Linked DNA regions of Mus musculus: all the other regions are linked to region 2. Evidence: chromatin contacts called from public HiCAR-type, capture Hi-C and promoter capture Hi-C data. All regions are on one chromosome and are shown on one strand. The core of a region is the stretch at or near the end of the contact, and the rest is flanking DNA. Distances in the headings are between cores, read along the strand shown.

Region 1 (3,495 bases), core at 492-2,991, 2.1 Mb after region 2:
AAATTAGGATGGCACCCTCATACCTTGCAAAGCAGAGTGGAAGGAGGGTTCAGTAAGGACTGTGCCTCCAGTGCTCTCGGGTCTAGTTTGAAAGATTTCAAAGCTGATTTAAGAGGAATATCTAGTTTTACACAGAGGTTATTGGCCCATGACCTTAAAAACATATCCCCATTATTAAAGACACAGACTTGATTTAATCTCTGTAAGGTTTCACATCTACCCCTAAGAGGACTAAAATTATGTTTGCTATTTATTTCTCTATAAAAAACCTGTAAGAATAATTGAAAGACAAAAATAGTCATTTCCAAACTCTTGGACATCTCTAATAGATCATTTTAAGGAACACAATTTCATTTCTACAAGCATGGAGTCCACTCCTCCCCCATCCCCATCCACCAACAAAAGCTTATATAGCTCAGCCTATCCTCAAACTCACTATGTTCCTGAGAATTATCTATACCTGACCTTCCTGCTTCAACCATCCTATGCAGTGCTGGAATTACAACAGTGCATTGCCACCAGCCCATTGTAGTCCCCAAGATCAAACCCAGGGTTTTTATATGCATCAAGCACTTCACCCAGTAAATATTCACATGCAGTTTTAATGTTTCTCTATGAATCTCCAGAAACTCAGAGTCTTTGAATTCTGTGGCGCTCTTCTTGAAGAGTGATTCTAAAACATTGCTTTGGGTCATCCACTCATTCACAGAGCAGAAGAAACTGTTCTTTTCCTTTCTAGAAGAGTAATGCAGATGTGGAAAACAATACAGCATGAGTATTTACTGTATTAGCATTTTATGGAAGTATTTGGTTAGATATTAGTGTGTGACTCTTCATTAGTACATGAAACCACCAAATCCTTTGACTAAGAACTGTCAGTGTGAGGTGGGGGTGCATGCATGATATTTTGAGGTACATATAACTATGATGTGCTAAGGATAATAGATTTTCTGTGCAATGTTTATTAACTAAAAAACATACATGCAAGAAATCCTGAGATTCAGTGAAAGCATAGTAAACATAAAGAGCAGCCCCTTTCCCCCATCCCTGTTCCCAGAGCTCCTGATGTCTATGTGTAATTCAAGCAGAAGGCCCACACCTTTGGGATGCATATCCTTTACATCTTCTAATCTTTCAGCGCTACAGTCCTGTAACATTTTGAGGTTTTACTTCCCCCTGGTCAGCCTGAATGCTAAAAAAAAAAAGTTCAGATTCTTAGGCATACGTACCTAAGTCAATAAAAAGTCTCAGAACAGGAAATAGTAAGTGTTCTTAAAATTGTACTTAAAACCTTGGATTCAGTGGTCCTAAACCTTCCTGATGCTGGGACCCTTTACTACAGCACCTCATGTTGTGGTTACCCTCACCCATAAAGTTATTTCACTGCTGCTTAACTGTAATTTTGATACTGTTATGAATTGTAATGTAAATATCTGAAATAATACGGGGGGTGTCCCGATTTATAGGTTCACGAGACTAATAACATTACTTTCTATTTGGTCTGATAAAAGACAAATTTCTTTTTTCACAATACATAAATTGTCACTCTTGAGGGCAATGTGTTGAATTTTCAACTGCTGGCTCTGCTCTTGTCTTAGGACCCGCCTTGTCTCCTCAGCCTTTTCATAGGATAAACGCCAGAAGGGCGGGAATTGACCATGGTTCACGCCCCCTTCCCTTCAGGTTTTCAAACAGGTCCGCATTGGTATTATAAAAGCCAGGAAGGCCGCTTGTTACAGTCACTGGCTAGTGAGCTTCCTTCCTAGTTTGCTAACATGTCTGGACGCGGGAAAGGCGGCAAGGGTCTTGGTAAGGGTGGTGCTAAGCGCCACCGCAAAGTTCTGCGCGACAACATCCAGGGCATCACCAAGCCCGCCATCCGCCGCCTGGCCCGGCGCGGAGGAGTGAAGCGCATCTCCGGCCTCATCTACGAGGAGACCCGTGGTGTGCTGAAGGTGTTCCTGGAGAACGTGATCCGCGACGCCGTCACCTACACGGAGCACGCCAAGCGCAAGACCGTCACCGCCATGGACGTTGTCTACGCGCTCAAGCGCCAGGGTCGCACCCTCTACGGATTCGGCGGCTAAACGTACTCATTTATTTTTCTTCACCCAAAAACCAAAGGCCCTTTTCAGGGCCACTACCTTCTCACTTAAAGGAGCTGCTCTTAGGTGGTTTTCTGGAATGGGGTGGGTGCTGGGACTGGCTCGATACATAGTATCTGTTTAGGCAGGTCCACCTGTCTATCTTCAGTATTGATAGCCTAAAAGCAGGCCTGTTGTCTCATTCTTTAATGCTGACATTCTCAGGAGAGGGCTGAGGGTCAGTCAAGATCCTTTTTTCCAAGTCCCTTAAGGTATAGATGCTATCCTGTCTCAAAACCAAACCCTCTAATCAATCCAGGCCTTGGAAACCTAGGAACACTGAATTATGTTCAAGTTTTCTAACCTGGAGCTTTCTACAATTTCTTCCCCTCCCTCCTTTCATTCTTTCCATGTATTCTGTGTAATAGCCCTGGCCTGGAACTTACTCTATACACCAGGCTCACAGATATCTTCCTACCTCTGCCTCCCACGTACTGGGATTAAAATCGTGGTCCACCACACCCAGCTTTCTCTAACTTCCTAATCTGTAAAATAAGCACCAGAGATTGACGTGTAAATCTTCTATCTATTCCTCAAGGAAAACTTCATATGGTCCAGGACTTCATTAACTTTCGTCAGCATTATCAGTTGTTCCCAAAGAGTCACCAGAGAAGAAACATCAGTGTCTGCTAAGAACTTAAAAAATTTTTTTTATTTGTGTTTATATATTTCTTACCTTTATATACACTTTAGGGACTAAACTCAGGCCACCAGGCACACGGAGCACATGCTTTAGCTGTCCCTCCAGCCCTTCCCTCCAAGAATTAAAAAAAAAAAAAAAAAAGACCCAGACCTTGTAGTCAATAAAAACTTGGGTAAATATCTTCAGTATTTAGCTTCAGACCCTGGGACAAGTTAACATATTTTACATATCAAAGCGGACCTGGTCTCCAGGTTCTCCCAGCTTCCCACAGTCCCTATCTGGCACACCCTGCCCCCAACCCTGAAATTTCTAGCCCAGGGGATGGGCTGCCCTTCCCCCAGAGGCTCTTCCTTATGTAATTCAGACATTTTGGTCTTTCTGCTTTTTCTTTCCTCCCACATTTCCCCTTCTCTTCTCTCCTGGTGTATACCCCTTCTCTCTTTCTTTCCTCCAACCTCTGCCCATGGTGACTTCCCTGGCCTTGGGGCCAGTGAATTCTTCTGAGAGCAGCTTCCCAATAAACCTGCCTTTAATATAATCCAATCTGGCTTGAATCAGCTTATTTAGCTGGAGGAGAAGTAACTTACCAATCGATATGTCCTTCAACAAGCTCAACAGTCAATACTCACATCCACTTTTCTTTTGTTTTTCTATCTATTTTAAAGTAGAATCTTCTCTGTAGGCTGGCCAAGCCTCAATAGGAAGCTT
Region 2 (3,390 bases), core at 233-2,732:
AGGAATACAGTAGCTCTTCTATAGCATCTAGAAATGTTTACTATCCAGGAATAACCCCTGAGTTAGCTTGCAGATCTCAATTCATTGTGGTGGTTACATAATAGTGTGGGTGTTCTTAGAGCCATGTTGCTTTAAAAACAAACAAAACAAAACAAAATAAAACTCCTTTGGATGGGATAAGCTGTAAGTTAAATGGATGACCACCGAACAGTTATTCAATTAACTAGGTCTATATAATAATGTCTCCATCAAAATTCAAAAGGCAGGATGTGGAGCTTCCAAACAGTTGGAGACTGATGCCTCCACAGAGGGCATAGAAGTACCACACCCCTTATTCGTAAACACAGGGATATCTATCCCTGCTTCACCTGAATCCTTTGCAATACGCTTTGTAACACGTCAGTAAGCATGTTTCCTGAGTTCTGTGGGATCTGAGCTCTGGGAGCAGTTAGTAAAAACCCTGATTTCCAGCCAGTGGGTCAGAAGCATAGGTAAAATAAAGTGGAACTTAGAACTGATGTTGAAAGTGGGAACCAGTCTTGTGTCTTGTATACACAGCATATAGGAACCATCCATCTGCACCGAATTAGAGAGCTGCAAACGGTGTTCAGAGAGGAAACTTTGCTTGCTTGCTGGTGAGGACAAACTTCTAGCGTCCTTTGAGGTCAGACTGCCATTACACACACACACACACACGCACACGCACACGCACACGCACGTACAAAACCATGGCAACCATCAGAAACTTCTCCTTGGGCTAACTTCAAACTCCCAGAATCCAATCTTACCTGCGTCTCCCGTTTAGTTTACCACCAAGTATATTAAGCACCTAATTATTTTCCATGAGTAAAGTTAATCCTAGAATAAAAGAAGTTAGTTCCTACCTACTAAAAAAACCATGGACTTCCCAGTTCCTCGAATTCAGGGTGACAGTTTTTTTTCCTGCTCTGTATTGGTCTATCCTTCCAATGTAAATTCCTACTGACACAAGACCTGCTCTGTACCTGCATAATCTATCGTGGCTACCCTCGAACCTAAAATAGGAATGGGAAAACTGAGCCACACAGGTGGCAACCGGGTGTGCACCTCTGGGTGCACGTACTCCGTTCTCCAGCTTCTATTGCAGATCACTGCACAGCCACCCCTGCTCCTGGCAGACCTCTACATAAACTAGAATCGCAGCACGTACCTGATACCCAACAAAGACCGGACGAACGTAATAGATGTACCTGTAGTGCCTTCGCCAGGGCTCTAACCTGCCCAGATCTACGCTAAAATTATATACGCCAGCGCCCAGCAGCTAAGGGTGTCTATTTGCTGCTTAAAAGTTTAGGGAACGTGTGCTACGAGGACGTGAGGATGTGCCGAAGCTCATGAAAAAAGCCTGCGACCAGAGCCAAGAGGCCAGAGCGCCACAGCCTGGCGGTTCTTGCTGTTAGTCTCCGAGCCCGCGACGATGAAGGTCGGCGGGAAGGAGTCCAAAGGGATGAAGGACAGGGGGCACTTCCTGCAGACGGAGCTGGGCACCGAGGGGGCACTTCCTGTAGTTGGAGCTGGAGACTCACTGGCAACTTCCGGCAAGCGTTGTGCTCCTTAGAAGCCTGGTGACAATCTCTGGTGCACCGGTGGAGCCAGGTCGTGGTTTTCCTGACCCGCACCTCTCCTGGTAGTTTCGAAGAAACCAAACACGCGCTCATTTCCGTAAATCATTTCAACAACAACAACAACAAAAAAAAAAAAAAAAAAAACCAAAAAACCCTGTAGGATGTACCTGAGGGAGCGCTCTTGCTTGACATACTTACTGGGTTCGGTCCCCAGCACCACAAAAGAAAAATTTTCCTAGACTGTCTTCCATAAAGACAAAGCTGAGTTGGCCTTTACAGGGTCTTGTGCGGACAGTCAGTTGGGTAAATACCCAACAAAGCCCTAAGGTGAGTATACAGATTTTATATGCGTGCAAAATCCCAGGTAGCTTGAATTCAAAAGTTAACCATATTTACTTCCTGTGTATTCGACTGGGAGATCATATGACAACTTGGAGCTCTCTTGCTTTGTGGGTCTCAAGGATTGAACTCAGGTGTGTTGGCAAGCACTTACTGGCGGATCTACCACCACAACCTTCCTAGAGATGTCTTATAAATTCTCAGGACATTTGGGAACGTTTTGTTCATCGAGAATAATAGCTTTTGAAGCACTTACGGAAATCAAAATGTAAGTTTGCACTTTATTATTTGGCTAAGACAGCAATCCTTTTTCTATAGCAGCTGAAAAATATTGTTGTTTTGAGTGTTTATGAACATCCACATGTGCATGTGGGTATGGAGGCCAGAGGTCGATTCCTGAGGCTTTTCTCTATAACTCTTCAACTTTATTTTTTAGACAAGGTCTCTTACTGAATCTTGGGGCTCACTGATGCAGCTACATTGGCTGCCAGCAAGCTCTGGGGATCCCCCACCCCCAGGGGGATTATAGCTCTATACTACCATCCCTACCACTGTCATAGGCATTTTACCAACCGAGCCTCTCCCAGACCCATAAGCATAAACATCCCAACAATATTCCGTTGTATAGGGTACAATAATTTACTTAACTATCCTCAATAATGCAGGTTTAGTTATATTCTTTATTAAGTAATGCTGTAGGAAACACCATTTAAAAATCTTTACTTTCTTTTTATAGCTTTAATTTTATTCAAAAATTACTTTGAAACTTTATTAACACTTTACAGACTGTTTACAATACTGTCAATATCATTATTTCCATAGAAAAGTATTCTCTTTACACTATCAATAATTATGTTTTTATGTTGCTTTAAATATATTTGTTGAGTAAATATTACACACACAAACTGACGAAGAATAATGTGCATTTAAAATTTTGATAGTTCTCTAATTTTTAAGGGCCATGCTGTTTGGAAGTAAAAGGAGAAGCTAAGAGAAAGGCCAGAAAAGGAACATCACTTTCACACAAACAGTGATGCATAAAAGGATGTTCCACAGTAGAGATGTAAAGCATGTTCTAAGACTGTGTTTCTTCTGAGGCTTAGGAATTACAAGGGTTACAATGCCTGTTACATGCACGTTTGGTGTGGATCGGAGTTAAACATGAAGGAGACTGATCACACGCTAACACTGTTATTTTGGGTGGTGTTGAGGACCTAACCTTGGTCCATGCCATCAGTTTTTAAGGCCATATGACTGCTGAAGTTGCAACTATCACATGCAAAGTGTGGGCAAAAGGTCCAAGAGAGGTTCTTCTCAGTTCAGCCAGTCCCTTTGTGCAGCTCTCCCCAATTTTGCTTAGAGTGTATCTTAGGTCAAATCTTAACAAAGGAAGAGGGCCTTATTTTGTGCAGAGCAAAGTTTGGTTAAAAGGGGATGAAACGAGCCA
Region 3 (3,452 bases), core at 736-3,235, 2.1 Mb after region 2:
GGGTAGTAATTTTATTCTCCATCCCTGAAGCAGGGAGTGACTGTGACCCATGCTGGCAGTGTACTTAATGTAGCATTTAATTTATGACCAGTAAGCATGTGGTCACCAGGCAACCAGTTCCCTGGAACTATTCGAACTCCTGTTGAACAGACAGTACTAGACTGCCATAGCTGATGCACACTCCTGTGGCTTTCAGCTGGAGTGATGGATGTCTGACACCATGGAGGAGAGGACAAGAGAGCCTTCTCCAGTCTTCTCCTTCGTGACAGTCTTTTCCTGTATTGTAGTCTTTCCTGTAATCCTAACTACACACGCATGTAGTTACGGAAGGACTTCCCCAAGTCACTGAACTGGTGGGTAGTTATGGGGCTGAGATCAATTTTATTCTTGCAGCTCATAAAGTAGTTCTTAAAAAAAATTTTCACTTTTTTTTTTTTTTTTTTGGTTTGAAGCAAAAAAAAAAAAAAAAAAAAAAAAGGCTGATCTTTACCTTTAACCCCCTCTGAGAAGAAATAAAGTCTTCCATCTCTACAGCCTAACAGGAGAGAGGCCTTTGGATTTCTGTTTTCTGATCCAGTGAAAAACTATTTTAAGAAGACACAGTACAGCTTGTTGGCAGAGGCAAGAGGAGCATTTCAAGGTCACTCAAAACAAAGTAACCCAAAATATCTGTACTGATTCTAGACTACTTACTATGTTTTTTTTGTGTTTTAACTTCTAGGACAGTGTGACATATAAAATTTGAACAGGAATCTTTACTGTGAGAGAAATAAAAAAAGACAGTGAGTACAAAACTTGAAAAATAAGCGTAGAGAATAGCAATAGCTTAGCAAAGATTTATCTTTGTGAAAGTGGAGACTAATGTCGGTAGCAGAAGTGGTTTTCTCAGTCAGACTTCAACTGAAGACCCCCACATCCTCCCTTAACTACACACACTTTTCTCAAAACACTACCTATTGTTGTCAAGATTAAGACTCTAGTAATTGCAAAGAATATCTATAGGGACTGATCAATGAATGTATTCCTACCACCAGACCCTTGAAAAATAAGGCTTTATGAATTATGTATAGAAGAAACTGAGCTCTGTTCCTCCACTCTTACACTTGTATTCACCTTCGTGTAGTGATTTTAGGTTTTATTGGGCAAAATAAATCTGACTTATTACCAAGAGAACACATGAGTTACCACTTGAGCGTCCATGTAAAAGTTCCAGTTCCGTTTTGCAGAGATCGATTTACCTCACGAACTTAACTTTAGGAGGAGGGAAAAAAGAAAAAAAAAAGTCCAGATAGCAGAGGATGGTTTCGATCCATCGACCTCTGGGTTATGGGCCCAGCACGCTTCCGCTGCGCCACTCTGCTACTTAAAGAGAGCCTTTCAAAATATTATACTTAACTTTATTTGCAGTTGGTGTTTCTCTACTTCATACAAAGGCCTGCAGGAAGGCACCTTCTAATTTTTGTCTACCTAAAGGCTAATATTTGTTGGGAATAATGTCGCTAATGAGTCAAAGAGAAAGCAAAATTTGGACTAGATCAGTAAACATTAACATACTAGTAAGTAATTCGACAAAGGAGAAAACAATACAGCGCGTCTTAGTGACCAACCACGCATTTACCTGCGCGAAGAGTTTGGGATCAGGTTTGTCCTTAAGTCGAGATAGTGGAAGAAATGGTGCTATTTTCTCCAGTGTTTAGTCCTTTACAGCCGAAAATAAAAACATGGGAAGCGAGACCTCCACATCAGTATTTGTGATCGCTTGGCTCACCAAAGATCTCCTGTCTTTCTAAATTTGTTACAAGTGACAAATATGTATTGCTAAAGAAACTGTTTAGTCTGAACTCGTTAAAATGGCCGGGAAGTCCGGAATGGGGACAAAGGACCCAGCTCAAGGAGCGAGTACAACGAACGTTGGTGACGTCACTAGGCATTGCCCATGCCAGGGGCGGGGCCATTGCAGGGGGTTTCAGTCTTCAATCAGGTCCGAAAACACTGCATATAAGTAATGTGCCTGTGCCTTCCACTCTGTTGAGGTTTTTTCTTCAGCAAGTACACCATGTCTGGTCGTGGCAAGGGCGGTAAAGGTCTTGGCAAAGGCGGCGCCAAGCGCCACCGCAAAGTGCTGCGTGACAACATCCAGGGCATCACGAAGCCCGCCATCCGCCGCCTGGCCCGGCGCGGGGGAGTGAAGCGCATCTCCGGCCTCATCTACGAGGAGACCCGCGGTGTGCTGAAGGTGTTCCTGGAGAACGTGATCCGCGACGCCGTCACCTACACGGAGCACGCCAAGCGCAAGACCGTCACCGCCATGGACGTGGTCTACGCGCTCAAGCGCCAGGGCCGCACCCTCTACGGATTCGGCGGTTAAGCGAATCTTGCTTCTGACCTACAAAACCAAAGGCCCTTTTCAGGGCCGCCCACATTTTCTTATTAAAAGAGCGAACATGTGTTTTACGTTTTGAAATGATTGTGCAACGTTAGCAGCGTTGTGTAAGTACGTTAATCGACTCACTATTCAGGTATTTACAATCCAGGTTGGCAAATTCTTAAATTATATTCGGGCAGCGTGCATTTATTGAAGTAGGAAGTATAAAGTTTTTTGTTTATATGGTGCAGGTTGCAAGGACAAAGCGCGAGAGCTAGCGGCTGCGCAGTTTGGGACTAGAGCGTGGGGCGGGCCTGAGTGCACAGCACCGACGGTGGTTGGCTGTTTCTGTGCTTTGGAGCGTCTGCGCAGACTGCGGAAATCCGGCGTGTCCTGGAGACCCATGCAGTGTGGGCTTTTCTGGCACTCACGGTGGAGAGGTGTTTACTAAAAAAGGAATGTTTCATTAAGGTTGGGCATTAGATAAAGTATTAAAAAACTGGTAGTTCTAATATGCAACTTTATGGGAACGTCCCGATTGTTAACATGTAGGAGTGCATTCGTGATGGATGTTTTAATAAAATCTAAGTCAGTATAGGCAGTTTTGATATTTTCGATGTGGTCTAAGTGTATCTTCAGGAATTTGGTTTCAGCCAAGAGTGATAAGATTTTAGAGTACTGTACACCGAAAGTTTGGGGCTAAATGTCTCCAAAAACAAAACAAAACGAAAACAAAGAAACCCCCCAAAAGTCAAAAGAAAAACTCGACAGAAAAGATGCTTTTCTTCATGGCCAGCAATCTACTTGTATGATTATACTATGAAATCACAGAAATTCAGGGTGTTAATGTGATGTTTATTTAACACTTTGTGTGTGTTACTAGGTGAATGAACAGTTTACAGGATTTTGGGTCTCCTTCCACCGAGGGATCCAACTCAGCTTAACAGGTTTTGCAGAAATACTTTTCCTCATTGTTCAGCCTTCTGACTGTTTCTCGTCATCGTCATCATGATACCACCACCACTTTTTTTTCTTTTTCTTTTTTGAGACCGTGTTTCTCTGGGTAGCACTAGATGCCCTTGAACTC
Region 4 (3,151 bases), core at 566-3,065, 2.1 Mb after region 2:
ACTGTACAAAATTTATAAATAATAATATTGATGTATCAAACATAAAAGTGGATGTTATGTCTAGAATGTGGACTCAGAGAAAAGCTTCAGACAGAGAAGCAAGCGATTTGTCTAGAGTCAGCCTGCTGCTTAGAACTGAAGTTGAGGTTTTCTGAAAGCAAGCTCTTTCTAGTAAGTTTTAGATGGTGAATTGTTTACAGATTATGTTTAAAATCTACTAGGCTGAGAAGATTTCAAAGGTACTTTTCTCCAAAGCTAAGGCTTTGTTTGTAACTGTTATATGGGTATTCTTGATCAAATAATTAATCAAATCTAATTGTTGCAGATATTTAGAGGAAAGTCAATTTTGTCTTTATAGCTTTTAATTTTATTCATACTAAGTAATTGCTGTGTGTTAGGTTCTATAATTGGCACTGGCAGTACTTGGTTCAGGTAGAAAGGTGAAGGTTGAAAAAGACATTACATTCTTATGAGAACAAACCACACGTGTACAGATGGAAATTTCATTTGGAAGAAAAGATGTGTTGTTCAGTCTAGTTGGGAGTATAATTCATGGTTATGGATGAGGTCATAGAGGCAAGACAGATGTCAGATAAAACACAGGAGTTTGGGTTTTATTTTTTAGATGCAGGATAATCAGTTAAGAAAATTTTATTTTTGTACAAAAGAGATGAAAACTATTTAAAATTGCTTAAAAAACACTGCAGGGGAAAAGATAACTCATCATTAAAATAATTTGAAAAGGACCCAGAAAGCATACAGAAGAATGAGAAAAACAGGATGTGTGCCAGGAAGCATGTAATCTTGATATTGCTAAGTTAGGAATATAGGGTCACTAGTGTGCTTTTGGGCCCATCATTTTGACTGCGGGAGTGGTTGTGATCTCATGTATAGCAGGAGCTGTAAATTTGGAAGTCAACAAGCCATTTAGTAGTCGAATCCTTCTCAATGTGGAAAGCCTGGCTCATAGCAGGGTAACAAGTCTAAGTTGCTAAGTAATAAGGCCACTTAAAAAATATGAACCAGTCTGTTAACTAGTAATGGAGTTTTCCCTCTGGAGCAACGTTGTCAGGAAGAGCTGGCAGCCTTGAGCTTTAGCCCAGAAGTGAAACGTTAGGGTTGTAATCAAGGATACAGGGGAAAGAGCACACAGGTTAAAACAGCTCTTTAGGCCTAAGAATTTTGTTCATCATCTCTTCAAAAGTATCTTTTGCCCTTTGTATTTAGCACCTTCAAGGGAATAAGACTCAGCTTAAGCACTGGGAGAAAGCAGTAGACCTTGTCTGGATTTGATGTGTTATAATTACTACAAACTACTGGGGAAGCACTTTCATTGCCTAGATTTACCTTTTGAAAAGTCTCAGCCGCCATTTTGAACTTTAGGGACAGAACAATTACAAGTCGAGAAATGCAAACAGCTTTTTATGACAAAGTGGGTGGCCCTGAAAAGGGCCTTTGAGAAAGAAGCTCCAGGTGAGCTTAACCGCCGAATCCGTAGAGGGTGCGGCCCTGGCGCTTGAGCGCGTAGACCACGTCCATGGCGGTGACGGTCTTGCGCTTGGCGTGCTCCGTGTAGGTGACGGCGTCGCGGATCACGTTCTCCAGGAACACCTTCAGCACACCGCGGGTTTCCTCGTAGATGAGACCGGAGATGCGCTTCACTCCTCCGCGCCGGGCCAGGCGGCGGATGGCGGGCTTGGTGATGCCCTGGATGTTATCGCGAAGAACCTTACGGTGGCGCTTAGCGCCGCCTTTGCCCAGGCCTTTTCCTCCCTTACCACGACCAGACATGGCTATGGAGCACTGAGTTGAAATTCCTTAAGCGCCCTCTACAGCTGGTATATATATGGCGAATGCGGACCTTTTAGAGGACTGAAAAGGCGCGGGCGGGAAGGTGATTCTGTATCCGCCCCTCTAACTCACTGGCTGAATCCTATTGCTAGGCGGAAGGCACAGCCCCTGTGGCGAGGGGAATATGAGTTTTCCGCTTTTCTCTTGGAGTTCTTAGTCACTAGTTTGTGTCCTTCAGGAGCGTACTTGTAGGTTCTGACAACCGATAGTTTATAATTCTCCCAGCCACTCATCATTTTTAAAAAGGAGGTTGTTATCCATACACTTATCTACAAAACCGGATATAGTACAGTAAGGTTATCTTTTAGGTGGAAGATTTACGAAAATGTAACTTCTAAAATTTTGCAAGCATTATTAAATCTCACTTATGAAGCTCTTTGCATTTCTCAGAGGCTTGCACATAGCTCTGTTTTCAAGTCTACAAAGGGCACTAGTATTGATTGAATATATACTGCTTCCCTTTTTTTTTTTTTTTTTCTCGAGACAGGGTTTCTCTGTGTAGCCCTGGCTGTCCTGGCACTCACTCTGTAGACCAGGCTGGCCTGGAAAGATGGAGACTTGCTCAGAGTTGAAGATCTAATCTTTTTAATAAACGCTATTGTTGCTGGGGAGGACTTTTGTGTTTCATGACCGGTAGCCACCGTTTTCTTTTTAGCCTCTGTAGTACTGGTTTGAGCCCCATCCTTGTGTAGAGAGAGGCCATCTTGAAGATGTGCTTTGGCTATTGCTTGTGTGAGACGTTTCTATGATAATGGTAGAGAAACAAACAAACAAACAAAAAACCCAAAAAAACAAAAAAACAAAAGTAACTACCATGTACTCAGGATGTGCTTATCCCAATTACCCCACAGAACTTTTCTATGCTTCTTTCCAGAAAATCACCAGTCCTCACCCCACTCACTCTGTACATACCAGAATGCCAAAACTAGTGTGAGTACAGTGGGGTTAAATAGCACAGTGGATTCCTCTCCCCCACCCAAGGAACTCAAAGGTCACTTAAGGGAAACTAAGTTCAGGCTGTGAAGTGTGACATGACATCAGCTCAGCATATTCCTTCCTGCTGCCTAGTAAGTACCCCAGTGAAGCAGCCATATCCCAATTGCATTGACCTTGCCCTGAAACTTGTTGAGCACAGTTTCAGTTATCTAGACTGTAGATGGGGATGTATTTGCACATTGGAGAATGGGCTTTTCTAAAAAATCGAGGACTTAGAATACTCCTCAAGTATGCAAGATGCTATTTAGCTTCCACACACAGTTAAAAGGTGTTACAGAGGGGAGAGAGAAGTGGGAGGGGGGTT

The links. HiCAR-type assays count read pairs that join an accessible place to other places. Capture Hi-C pulls out chosen DNA fragments and counts their contacts.
Region 1: a contact with region 2 is called in a HiCAR-type map of astrocytes, with 4 times the contacts expected there. The contact joins the promoter of H4c4 here to the promoter of Pgbd1 in region 2. A contact is called at or near these places in 7 of 39 promoter capture datasets (the 3T3-L1 cell line, 3T3-L1-derived adipocytes, cranial neural crest and 3 more), 2 of 115 datasets of contacts at active chromatin or transcription factors (astrocytes and double positive thymocytes) and 1 of 9 other capture datasets (liver).
Region 3: a contact with region 2 is called in a capture Hi-C map of macrophages, with 7 times the contacts expected there. The contact joins the promoter of H4c8 here to the promoter of Pgbd1 in region 2. A contact is called at or near these places in 5 of 39 promoter capture datasets (cranial neural crest, hippocampal neurons, liver and 1 more), 2 of 115 datasets of contacts at active chromatin or transcription factors (astrocytes and embryonic forebrain) and 2 of 9 other capture datasets (liver and macrophages).
Region 4: a promoter capture Hi-C map of pancreatic islet shows a contact between it and region 2, with 6 times the contacts expected there. The contact joins the promoter of H4c6 here to the promoter of Pgbd1 in region 2. A contact is called at or near these places in 8 of 39 promoter capture datasets (the 3T3-L1 cell line, cranial neural crest, frontonasal cranial neural crest and 4 more), 1 of 484 Hi-C or Micro-C datasets (B cells), 2 of 115 datasets of contacts at active chromatin or transcription factors (astrocytes and embryonic forebrain) and 3 of 9 other capture datasets (adipose tissue, macrophages and pancreatic islet).

Annotation. Positions count from the first base shown.
Region 1 is chr13:23,579,827-23,583,321 of GRCm38.p6, forward strand. H4c4 (H4 clustered histone 4) reads left to right here and starts at 1,742. Exons shown (of 1, transcript NM_175654.3): 1 at 1,742-2,143. The coding sequence starts at 1,776. The coding sequence ends at 2,087.
Region 2 is chr13:21,439,571-21,442,960 of GRCm38.p6, forward strand. Pgbd1 (piggyBac transposable element derived 1) reads right to left here and starts at 1,483. Exons shown (of 5, transcript NM_001162920.1): 1 at 1,190-1,483. Zscan26 (zinc finger and SCAN domain containing 26) reads right to left here. Exons shown (of 6, transcript NM_001347491.1): 6 at 2,610-3,390. 4930470G03Rik (RIKEN cDNA 4930470G03 gene) reads left to right here and starts at 901. Exons shown (of 4, transcript NR_151504.1): 1 at 901-1,931; 2 at 2,066-2,211.
Region 3 is chr13:23,529,059-23,532,510 of GRCm38.p6, forward strand. It overlaps H4c8 (H4 clustered histone 8), which reads left to right and starts at 1,986. Exons shown (of 1, transcript NM_153173.4): 1 at 1,986-2,420. The coding sequence starts at 2,057. The coding sequence ends at 2,368. Gm11335 (predicted gene 11335) reads right to left here and starts at 1,870. Exons shown (of 2, transcript NR_167693.1): 1 at 1,619-1,870. n-TMcat9 (a tRNA gene) reads right to left here and starts at 1,361; the gene lies at 1,290-1,361.
Region 4 is chr13:23,549,853-23,553,003 of GRCm38.p6, forward strand. It overlaps H4c6 (H4 clustered histone 6), which reads right to left and starts at 1,816. Exons shown (of 1, transcript NM_175655.3): 1 at 1,434-1,816. The coding sequence starts at 1,791. The coding sequence ends at 1,480.